2 separate regions of the Mus musculus genome follow, and region 2 is linked to region 1. The links are chromatin contacts, called in public HiChIP or PLAC-seq maps. All regions are on one chromosome and are shown on one strand. Each heading gives the region's core, a stretch centred on a gene start, on an enhancer-like site or on the middle of the called end of the contact. The rest is flanking DNA. Distances are from core to core; before and after follow the strand shown.

The links. HiChIP or PLAC-seq counts read pairs in DNA pulled down with a chosen protein or histone mark.
Region 2: an H3K27ac HiChIP or PLAC-seq map of T-cell acute lymphoblastic leukemia shows a contact between it and region 1, with 2.9 times the contacts expected there. The contact joins two enhancer-like sites. A contact is called at or near these places in 7 of 39 promoter capture datasets (the C10 cell line, the HPC-7 cell line, HPC-7-derived erythroid cells and 5 more), 1 of 15 datasets of contacts at CTCF or cohesin (embryonic stem cells), 1 of 484 Hi-C or Micro-C datasets (arterial endothelial cells), 5 of 115 datasets of contacts at active chromatin or transcription factors (T-cell acute lymphoblastic leukemia, embryonic stem cells and neural tube) and 1 of 9 other capture datasets (adipose tissue).

The regions. Positions count from the first base shown.
Region 1 is chr16:32,505,952-32,511,227 of GRCm38.p6, reverse strand. It overlaps Zdhhc19 (zinc finger, DHHC domain containing 19), which reads right to left. Exons shown (of 9, transcript NM_199309.2): 7 at 5,196-5,276; 8 at 4,651-4,877; 9 at 4,014-4,182. The coding sequence ends at 4,139. Among named protein-coding and RNA genes, the nearest start is that of Zdhhc19, 12 kb to the right of the region's middle. Within about 2 kb of position 1,442, at least 87 of the 459 cell types and tissues checked have an H3K27ac peak or open chromatin away from gene starts, as enhancers often do. A contact at or near this core is called in T-cell acute lymphoblastic leukemia, where this site is marked.
Region 2 is chr16:32,706,416-32,711,286 of GRCm38.p6, reverse strand. No RefSeq gene overlaps it. Among named protein-coding and RNA genes, the nearest start is that of Gm34766, 10 kb to the right of the region's middle. Within about 2 kb of position 2,011, at least 26 of the 459 cell types and tissues checked have an H3K27ac peak or open chromatin away from gene starts, as enhancers often do. A contact at or near this core is called in T-cell acute lymphoblastic leukemia, where this site is marked.

The DNA.
Region 1 (5,276 bases), core at 193-2,692:
GCAGAAGCCCCCCCCTCCCCCCAGGCAGAAAGAAGCAGACAAAGGCTCCCTGTACAGAGTCTGCCTTCAGCCCTCCTGTGCTGCACCAGATCCTACAGCTTCCACGAATCACAATTATACCTTCTTACTTGAAAGTCCTTCATTGACTTTGAGTTCCTGGAAGTTTTCATCCAGGAAAAGCAGGGGCGGGGCGGGGCGGGGCGGGGTGGGGGTGAGGGTGGGAGTAGTCAAAGGGATGGAGAACTGAAGAGCAGCTTGTGGAAGAATGGGACAGGAAAGAGGACGGAAGGAAGAGGAAAGAAAAGGAAGGGAGAGGGAGTAGAGAGGAGAGCGGAGAGGTGAGAGGAGGTGAGGCTGAAGATGGAGGCCGGGGCACAGAGAAACAGGAGCCAGGAATAACAAGTGGTGTTTGACTTCCTTCAGCCTGAGGTGTCATGAACACAAGCTGAAGCTGATTGCTTAACTGAAGTGCACAGCCATGGCCCCAAGGCCACGATACTGCTCGGCAGGGGAGTCCCAGCTTTTACAACCGAGTCTACACACACTCCTTTGGCTGGGAGACACCCCACCGGTTGATTTTCTGTAAAACAAACTTCCCCTTGAAACAGCACCTTTCCCCCATCACTGCTCGGCCCCAAAGGATCCGACTCTAAACGGGGCAGCAGCGGACTCTGCCATTACAGTGACTAGCATTATGAAGTCCTAAGCAGGCCACACAATGCAGCCCGGCCTCATGCAGCCCTTGGGTCACCCTCAGTGATGCCTACCATTGACTAAGCAGCCTCTGGCCAGTGCTGGAGTCTGACTCTGCCTGGTCAATGCCTGTGACAGTGCTGTGACTTGTGACCGCTCACCTTGCTTCCTAGAGAAGCCCGTAGTCTTCACGCTAAAGACCGTGTCATGGGAAAGGGCCTGGAGGGGGTTGGCTTTCCCACTTAGCATGGCCAGGGGAAGTCACTGCTTTGTTGAATGTTGTTTTCCTCCTCGTCTCTAAACCAAGAATAGCAACTTAGCAGGGTTGGTGTGAAGATGAAAGGAAATATTATAAATAACTTCGCATAGGCTGGACCCAATGGGGGTTAGTAAAGGTTTGTCACCAGGAATAGGGCTTCATCCCCAGGCTGCATCTGTTTGCTAAGAACTAAAGACACACAATCCCCAGATAAGGTCTCTTAGGGGCCTGACACTAGACCCAGGTGCCCATGAGGTGACTAGCAAGGACCCATACCCATGCATCTGAGGTGTGAGGAACCTGTGCCCTATGAAGTGTGAGGAGCCTGGCCCTGACGGGCTCTGTAGTAGTCTCCTCTGCCCCATCATTCTTGCCCTGCCCCACCCTCAGCCACTGCAGGGCCCCCCTTGGGTGGAGTGGTTAAGGCAGAGCAGGGCGGGTGAGCCAGAGGCAGTAGGGACCATTATCGGGAGGCCCAGGATGCAGAGGGCTTCTGCAGCCTCCTTATCAGCTCCCTGACTGCTGAGGCATTGGCTTATCTGAGCCTAGGGTAAGAGAGCTGAGCTCTGCAGCTACTGCGCTGGCTCCCCTGCTGGGGCAGCTGAGAGTAGAAACCAGAAAGCCACCAGGCTGCCTGCCATTTCTGCCAGGAGGTTATCTTAGCCAGCCACTTCCCCCAGTAGCCCCCAAACCCTGTCTGAAACTGATGGTGGTAGCTTGTCTTTGACCCTCACCCTCAAAGTCAAAGCCTGTGACTCTTTGTGAGGTAAATGACTCTGTGGGGACTGCTGGGCTGAGCCAAGTGACTTCTGTCAAACATACTAGTTGGCAGCAGGTCTGGTTAGTCAGTCACTCAAGACTTGTCCTGCCCTGTAAGTCCCTACCTCCCAGAAGGCTGTGTGGATGACTCGAGATAATTTTGGCTCTAGGACCTAGCTGGCTGGGATCCCACAGAGGGGCTCCGGCTCCAAGTTGGCACATGGTCCTTCTTGGCTTTGACCCTTCCTCTGAGGGAGGCAGGGCATGCTGGGCATGCGGACAGCAGGCCCCCTCCTGGGGCTCTGATAACAGCTCTCACCTTATCTGTCAGCCAAAGACTGGGCGGGGTAAGTCTGAGAAGCAAAGGTAGGTTCTGCAAAAAGGGGCAGAGGAGAAAGTGGGAGCAGAGCAACTGAAGCCCTGCCAGCCTCGCCTGAGATCTAGGGAAGGACAAAGGGCCCTCGGAGAAGGGGTGGGCTAGGCCCCTCCTAGAGCTGTAGAAATTCTCAATTGGGAAGAACAAAGAAACCTAGAATCTTTACCCCAGAGCAGGAGCGATTGCCTTTGAAGAACTCAGAGCCTCTTGAGAATCAGAAGAAAATTACAACCTTGTCCTGCTGGGTAACTGAGGCCTTAAGGAGTCAGGGAAGATAACAACATGCTTGAGCCTCTGAAGGCCCCTTGCCTGAGGCTGGGTGAGTTCCCTGCAAACCTGGAGCCTAGGAGCCAATAAGTACAATCCCAGGCCACGTGGGGCTGAAGACAGCCAGCCTCCCTAAAGCCTCCAAGTGGGCCAGGTACCCCTTCAGAGCCAGGAAGTTGCAGGATTTAATCCAAGTCTTGGCCCAGGCTCCTGGACCCCTCTATTTCTCTGACCCAGGCCCAGGCTACCTGGGGAGCTCTCCTTTGGGGGAAGAGGAAGTCCCCTGACTGCCCTTTTCCTGAAGCTGGGATGTTCCCTTCTGCACACACCTGGAGAGTCACACCCAGAGGTAGACACACTTAGTGGTTCAAAAATACCAATCCTGTCCTCGCTGCCATGTAACACAGAGCTATTTTAGCCCCACAGTTAAATGTGCTCCCATAATAACCCAGAATGTGCTCCCCAGAATCTTCTAGAAGGGCCAAGCTGGGTTGAGACTTTTTGTATTTTTTTTAAGACAGGGTCGATATAGTCCTGGCTGTCCTGGAACTCACTTTGTAGATCAGGCTGGACTCAAACTCCCTGCCTCTGCCTCCTGAGTGCTGGGATTAAAGTCATGTGACACCACACCTGGCCTGGGCTAACTTTTCGTACGTCAAAGACGCATATCCAAAACTCCACCTAGAAAAGTCGAGCAAGGGTAAAAGTAGAGAAAAGCCCCCAAGCCCTCTCTCAAGAAGCTCTTGGTGTTGAAAAAATGAGCTAGCCAGTAACCCAGAGGGTCAGAAGCAGAGCAGATGAGTTTGACAGATTTGACAGGAATGGGCCTGGGCCTCTAGGGACAGTGAGTGGGCTGGGGCCTGGGGGCTGGGAACGGGGCTGATAAGGGAATAAAGCTGACTTGTGGCTTGGCTTTATAAAGAGTTGGAGAGATGACTGTACTACAAAGGCCACACACCGTGGCCACTAATAAAGTCAGAGCTTAATGTGCTCCTCCGGGCACCCCCAGGAATCTAAAGACACACGGGACCTTGGGTCATACCAGGGACAGGTTGGAGTATGGGGGTACGTAAAAAATGAGATGAGGATGCAGGATAGATGCAGGCTTAGCATGAGGCTGAGCATCCCTCGTTTATCCAGTTCTCTTAGAGTGGCCACTGGAAGGGTACCCACACCTAGCCTGATGGCCTTCCAACCCAACAGGGTCCCCGTGCCACAGTGCAAAAGGTCAAGTGCGTCTTGCACGTTCCCCGGGCAGTTGGCGCCCTCTTCAGCCAGATAGAGGCACTGCAAGGTGGATACCCAGTGCAGCCATGACTGGTGGTTTTCCTTCGCATCATCACCAGCCCTTATCAGAGAGACTGCAGGGGTTTTTTGTTTTTGTTTTTGTTTTGGAGACAGGGTTCCTCTGTATAGCCCAGGCTATCCTTGAACTCACTCTGTAGACCAGACTAGCCTCGAACTCAGAAATCCGCCTGCCTTTGCCTCCCAGGAAGACTGCAGTTAATACTGTTGGTCCATCATAAGAGAACCTTTAGTGTCCTGCCCAAGATCATGGAACCAAGCAGTGATAAACCCTGAATTTGGGTCTCCGGGAACCTGGCTCACTCATGCCCAGAAATCTGTCTTCACGACCCTTCAACAGGCCAGACACCCTTATCAGAAATCAACAATTAATATTTAATGAGGATGGGTAGGTCCCAAGTGGACCACAAGGATTCAGACTCAGAGGCGGAAGGAAGTTCAGGTGGTCCTGGCTCTGTGTGCACTGGGGAGAGTCTCATCTAGGGGTCTCCAGCGGCAGGTTCAGCCGTGGGTTGGCGTGGACCTAAACACAGAGTGAGCACATGCAGGCTCCCTCCAGGGTCCCCAGCTCCACCCCACCCCCCATCTCCTCCTTGTTTGAGCCAAGGGTGACCAGCACTTCAAAGGTCTCGGGATTGGAAGGGAATCTGTGATGATTTGCCCCCACCCCCATGTATACCTTATGTTCCACCACCGTGCATTTCAATGAAATTAAACTGTATGCAACATTTTTGACTAAATGAAGGTGCATTCTTCAAAAACAGTATAAACTGTAGGCTAATCTCCGTCCCCATTAACAGCTAGCTCAGACCTAGTGACTGGCCCAGGGCCCAAACCAAGTTGGGAATGAGGTCTTTTCTCTCTCTGTGTGTGTGTGTGTCTGTCTGTCTGTCTGTCTGTGCATTCTAGAGCCACTCCCTTTCAAGGTCCCTCCAGATTCAAGCTCCCCTCCACCAAGCTCTGAGCACCCCAGCTTCAGGGCCAGCCCCACCTCCTGGGGACTTTTCCACAGATGCAGGCAGCCTTCGCATCTCTTGGAGAGCTGCAGCCTCTCCACTCCCTGGGGGCCCCTTCCCTGGAACGCGCCGAGGTTGGTGCTGGGGCCCCGGAGGACCTGGCCTACAGTGTTTAGGACGACGTGGTGGTGAGGGCTTTGTCTTCTCTTGGATCCATGCTGTCCCCACTGGTCTTTGCAGACAGACAACTTCAGACATGTAACTGAAGAAGTGACCGGGCCAGGTACAAGGAGTCAATGCCCTTCTTAGCCAGGACCTCATCTTCCCTCTCAGTCTGGGGACTCATCCCAGGGGTCAGCCCTGCCCAGAGCTAGGCCAGCCTCTTCTGGCTGCAGCTCCCTCACCCCCTCAATCTTGTATCTTGAGGCAAAAGTCAACCGAAAGGCCCCCAATGGTCCCGGGGTTGGGGGGAAGAGGGGCTGGGTGCTGAGGGGAAGAGTGCAAGGTCTGGGGGCTGGGATAAGAGGGCACTAAACCATCCCTAGGGCCCGCCATTCCGTTGTCTGATTTCCCAACTCACTTGGGACCCAGTGGTGCAAACATTGCCAGATACCAGTTCTTGGCAAAGCCCTGGTCAAAAGGGTTGTATTCCGGATGGTAC
Region 2 (4,871 bases), core at 762-3,261, 200 kb before region 1:
AGACGTGTCATGTGAAAATAAAGTAGAGAATACTAGGGACAGAAAAGTGGAGATGGGAGTGGGCATGGGGGAGAGGAAGGGGTCAGGAAAGGGTTAACCAAAATTACAGTGATTGACATGATTTCCTTCCTGTGGAGCGGGCCTCAAAGCCCATCTGGAAGCTATGTGACCTCATAACAGGTACCCCACTATTGCACCAGGAGGCTCACCTTCCAGGCAGGTTGGCATGTAGCACGCTGGCTCTGCTATCCCCTGCTGTCTCACATGGGCCCCTCCAGCACCGTGAAAGCTGGGAAAGAAGAACTTTCCAGCTTCCTTCCTTTCTTTCCTGCGACCAATTATCTCTTCTTGTTGGAAATCCTGTGGTGGGTGTAGCTAGCCTGTTGTGCAGATGCTAAAATCAAACAGGAAGGGTAGCCAGCGCTTCTTTTGCTCAAGCTGTGCCTCTGCCCAGAGACAGAATTAGAAACAGAAGTAAAGGCAGTGTCCACTCCCACCCGTCTGGCTCGGCGATGACATGGGAAGACAAACATGTCCTAATAACGGCAGTAAGCATTAGAAAGAACTAGTTAGTGTTTTAGGGTCTCAAGGCAGGGGTGCTTACTGAGCGGTGGGTAGTGTGAGCACAGGGACCTAGGCCGGACACAGCCAGGAGGAGCTAGCCAGGCAGCGGGTGGAGATGGGTGCTGTGAGCAAGTTAGCATGTACTAAGCTCTGGAGGTGCTAGACTTCTGTCTACATAAGGATCTGGAAAAAACACAAAGAGATCAAGGCAGAGGATGAAAAATGATCTATACAACCAAAGTCGTGTAGCAGCGGCAGAATCAAGACTTTATTCTAGCCTGGCAGTGGTAGCGCACACCTTTAATCCCAGCACTTGGGAGGCAGAGGCAGACAGATTTCTGAGTTCTAGGCCAGCCAGGTCTACAGAGTGAGTTCCAGGACAGCCAGGGCTACACAGAGACAGCCTGTCTCGAAAAACCAAAAGCAAAAAAAAAAAAGACTTTATTCTGCTTCTATCTAACTTCCAAGCCAGAGGACAGAGGGCCCTGTCTTTCCCTAAGAGGAATACGGAGAGCTGCAGAGGTGACTGACTCTGCAGTCAAGTGCTCGCCATTCAACCCCAGAACCCACCTTAGAAAAAGAAAGAAAAAGAAAGAAACCAGGCCTGGTAACCCCAGTGCTGAGGAGGCAGTAACTAGAGGAGCCCTGGGCTTGCTGGCCACTTGGCCTAGCCTAACTGGTGAGTCCCAGGCTAGTGAATGACCCTGTCTCAGAAACACAAAGTGAAGGGCTGGAGAGACAGCTCAACAGTTAAGAACACTGACTGTCCTTCCAGAGGACCTGGGTTTGAGTGCCACCACCTCCCACACACATGGCAGCTCACAACTAAATGTAGCTCCGGGATCAGAAGATCCAAAGCTACATACACATATGTACGTACCTTCAGAAACAAATACATAAAACAAAACGCTTTTTTAAAAAGTGGGCAGTTCCTGAAGAGGGACACTCAAGGTTTACCCCTGACCACCACACACACATTTTTGCACACACACACACGTGGACACACATACAAGGAGGAATACGGCTTACAAATCCTCTATCAGATAGGTATAAAGGATAGAGGAAGAGTGTTCTAGGTATGGAAACAGAGTAAGCAAAGTACAGGTGTGTGACAATGGTTATGATAAAAGATATGTGTAGGGAGGGATGCCTTTGGCAGGCCCATACTAAAATGTACCCCTAAGAAAGGCACAACTGGGAGAGGAAGAGGAGAGGGGGAGAGACCTGGGGTGACTGGGGGCCCTTTTATCCACAGCACACACCTGGCACTCCTGGCAGTGGCAGGCGATGACTTAAGTAACTAGGTCCCTGAGAACAGGCCAGTGGAATGGCCTGTATACTAACAACAATAAGATGTTGGCAAAGCAAATACGCCAAGCCCCACAGGGTTAGCGCCCCGTTCCAAGTCATTCCGTCACTGCTTTGCTTCAGCGCCTCCCTGAGTTCCACATAACCACTCTGAGGAAGAAGGAGTTCCTGGAGCTGGTCCCTCTAGGCTCCTGAACACACATTGGGGCTCCGTGAGGTTAACCAGTCACCCTCTGCCTCCATGAGATCAGAATGGGGCCTAGAAAGGCGTAGAGTCAGTCTGACTGAAGGTGCCCTAGGACCCTGGTGGGCCTTGTGCTGCAGAGCTCCTGAGACAGAGAGGCAGTCTGGCTTTTGATCTTAGGAGCTCTATATGTGGGTGCTACTTTGGTTCAGGGGTCAGAGAGGTCTCCATAGTCAAAAAGACTTCCTGCTGTGTGACTTGGGGGGGGCAGGGGGGGAAGACAGCTGCTTCCCACTCCAGGTTTACTGGTCTGGTGGATCTCTTCCTGCTCAGCTGTCAAGCTTTGGGGCACATTGGGTGGGTCTAATCCCGGAGGGCCCCCCCCTCCCCGGCGCAGTGGGGATTTGGGGCTGGGACTGAGACAGTCCAGGTGCCAAAAGGAACAAGGAAGTAAGGAGGTGTCTCAAGTTAAGTTTCCACCTAGGTTGCTCTGAGAAGTGGGTGGGAAGTGAACCGTGATGGGTTTATGGCAGGCTGGGACGCTGGCTGAGGGGTGATGAGCTTGTCCAGGCTCCTGTCTGCTGGGAGGAGCGTAGATGCTCTGTTCTCCTGGCTATACGGAAGACATGGGATGAGCTGCCAGAGGTGGGGAGGGCTACCCTGTGGAAGGGTCCCACGGGGGATTGTGCTTCACACAACCAGGAGGGGCCAAAGAAACAGGATTAGGACAATGGCTGAAGGGACATCCGTATGGAAAAAATGGAGCACAGCGGTCTTATGTGGGAGCACACGGGTCTTCAGCGTGGGAGCCTCCCCCAAGGACCGCCTCTGCTCTACTCTTTCCCCACCCACACTCCCTACCCAGCCCTTTCGGGCAAGGACCTGCCTCTCCTCCAGACTATGTAGCACCTATCAGATGGCTTCATCCCACCACCAGCTGCTCACCCACCAGGTCCTGCCACCCTCCTGTCTGGTGCCTGCTCCACCTGCCTGTGTGACTGCTGGTCTCTGTGATCAGCGCCACCACCACCTCCACCCCCACCCCCACCCCCTTCTGGGCCATGCCGCTCTCTGGTCTCTCCTTCCTCCTGTGCCTCTGGCTTTTCGCCGTTGCTAACATGGCTGCCCTATGATGACCTCTTTAACCCAGAGCAATGTTTAAGTGAATATTAATGAAGATTTCATGCTGCATAAACTCTATAGAGTCCAAAAGGGCTCTGTGGGAGATAAGGACTTCCAGGTGGGGTCTGCACCCTGCCCAGGAGCAGGTCTTATCTCTCTGGGCCAATAATTTCTGCTTGTGAGGTCCACTCTGGGCCAGCGTGTTAACCCACAGTATAACACAGAATTCCTAAACAGCCAAAGGCTTGTTGCTTCTTCTCTCTGTGGGGCTCTCTGAATCTCTGCTGGAGCTGCCCCTCCTGGGAGGATTAGCGCCCCTGAGAGTGGTAAGGACTCCCTCTTTACAACGTCTGGCTATCTACAGATAAGTTAGGTAGTTTAACAAGCCTAGAGGACAGAGTAAGGTACGCTTCGCAGAGCAGAGGACTCTTAACGTGAGCTACTTTCCCTAAAGAACCTCACACTCAGGTGAGCTGGCAGAGGGAGAGCTATTGCTTGCCTCTGCCTGGGAGTCCACAACACGTGTTTTCATTTCCAACGAGGGAGGAAACGGAAGGCTAGAGAAACACTGCAGAAGTGCTGACCTCCTCAGCTCTACGCAAGAGGAAGGCTGGGTGGCCAGCACTGGTCCCAGATCTCTGAGGAGTGCAGACTGGGGTCCCGGTGTCCACTGCTTCCTCCCGCTGGCCCATCCTGTCGGTTCCAATTCCCTCCTTCCGTGGCCACCACCAAAGGCAAGCTCTTCAAGCTTACTATCAGCATCATCTAAACTGGGACAGGGCTGCCGCACCCTGCTGTCAGCCACAAGCCTTCCTGTGCTTCAGGCAGCCTCTGCTCCAGCACCAGAGCAGGGAGGGACGCTCTTGAAACAGGCTGAAGGGATTACAGAAATAAACCCAACTATAGAGCCCTGAGCTGCTCAGGAAAGAGGGATTTAGATGTGCAGGTGTGAGCCGCAGCCAAGTTTTGGGTTGAGGTGTGCGGAGAGCCAACCTTGTCCAGCTATGCCGCAAGTAGAACATAAAATATCGAGGCAATCGGGAAAGGGGGGGGTGGGGCTTGCAAGGGATGATGAGGCCGATCTAACAGGTAAAAACAAACCAACTGTTATATATGTCAATTTCACATTAAGCCACAAAGTGTACTGTTTCCTGTACCTGTCCTTACAGTCTCAAGCAGGTGTACACTGGGGTTGTTCAGTGAGGTTCAGATCAGCACAACCCATCCTTATTATTTTCAGTCTCAGCAACAGGAAGGGGAACCTCGTCTGGCTGTAAGTACGAATGGGTAGAAGGAGCCAGAAGCAGGTGGCAATGCTACTCTGTGGCAAGCAGCTGTTTGCTGGGCAGCGTGGCTGTGCCCAGGAGCCTGTTGTCGATGTCCCATCAAGGCTGAGTGTCCTGTGGAGGGGGGCGTGGAGACGGACGTCCAGAAGACAAAGGACAGGTCTCATATTTAGCTTGACACAGGGGCTTCAGACCGAGCAGAGGGACCTGTGTAGCCTGGAACCTAAGAAGCTCTGTGGCAGGATGCTGGCCCTGAGATGGCACAAGAGCATTGTCCTGACCGCCAGAGCACCAGCATCTGTTGTGTTGCGATGGGACCTAATCAGCCTTTTCTCTAGACCTCCAGGAAATGATGGCTCCAAGTGATGTTTGCTGCCTGTCTGTGTCTGTCCCCCACGCATGCTCGG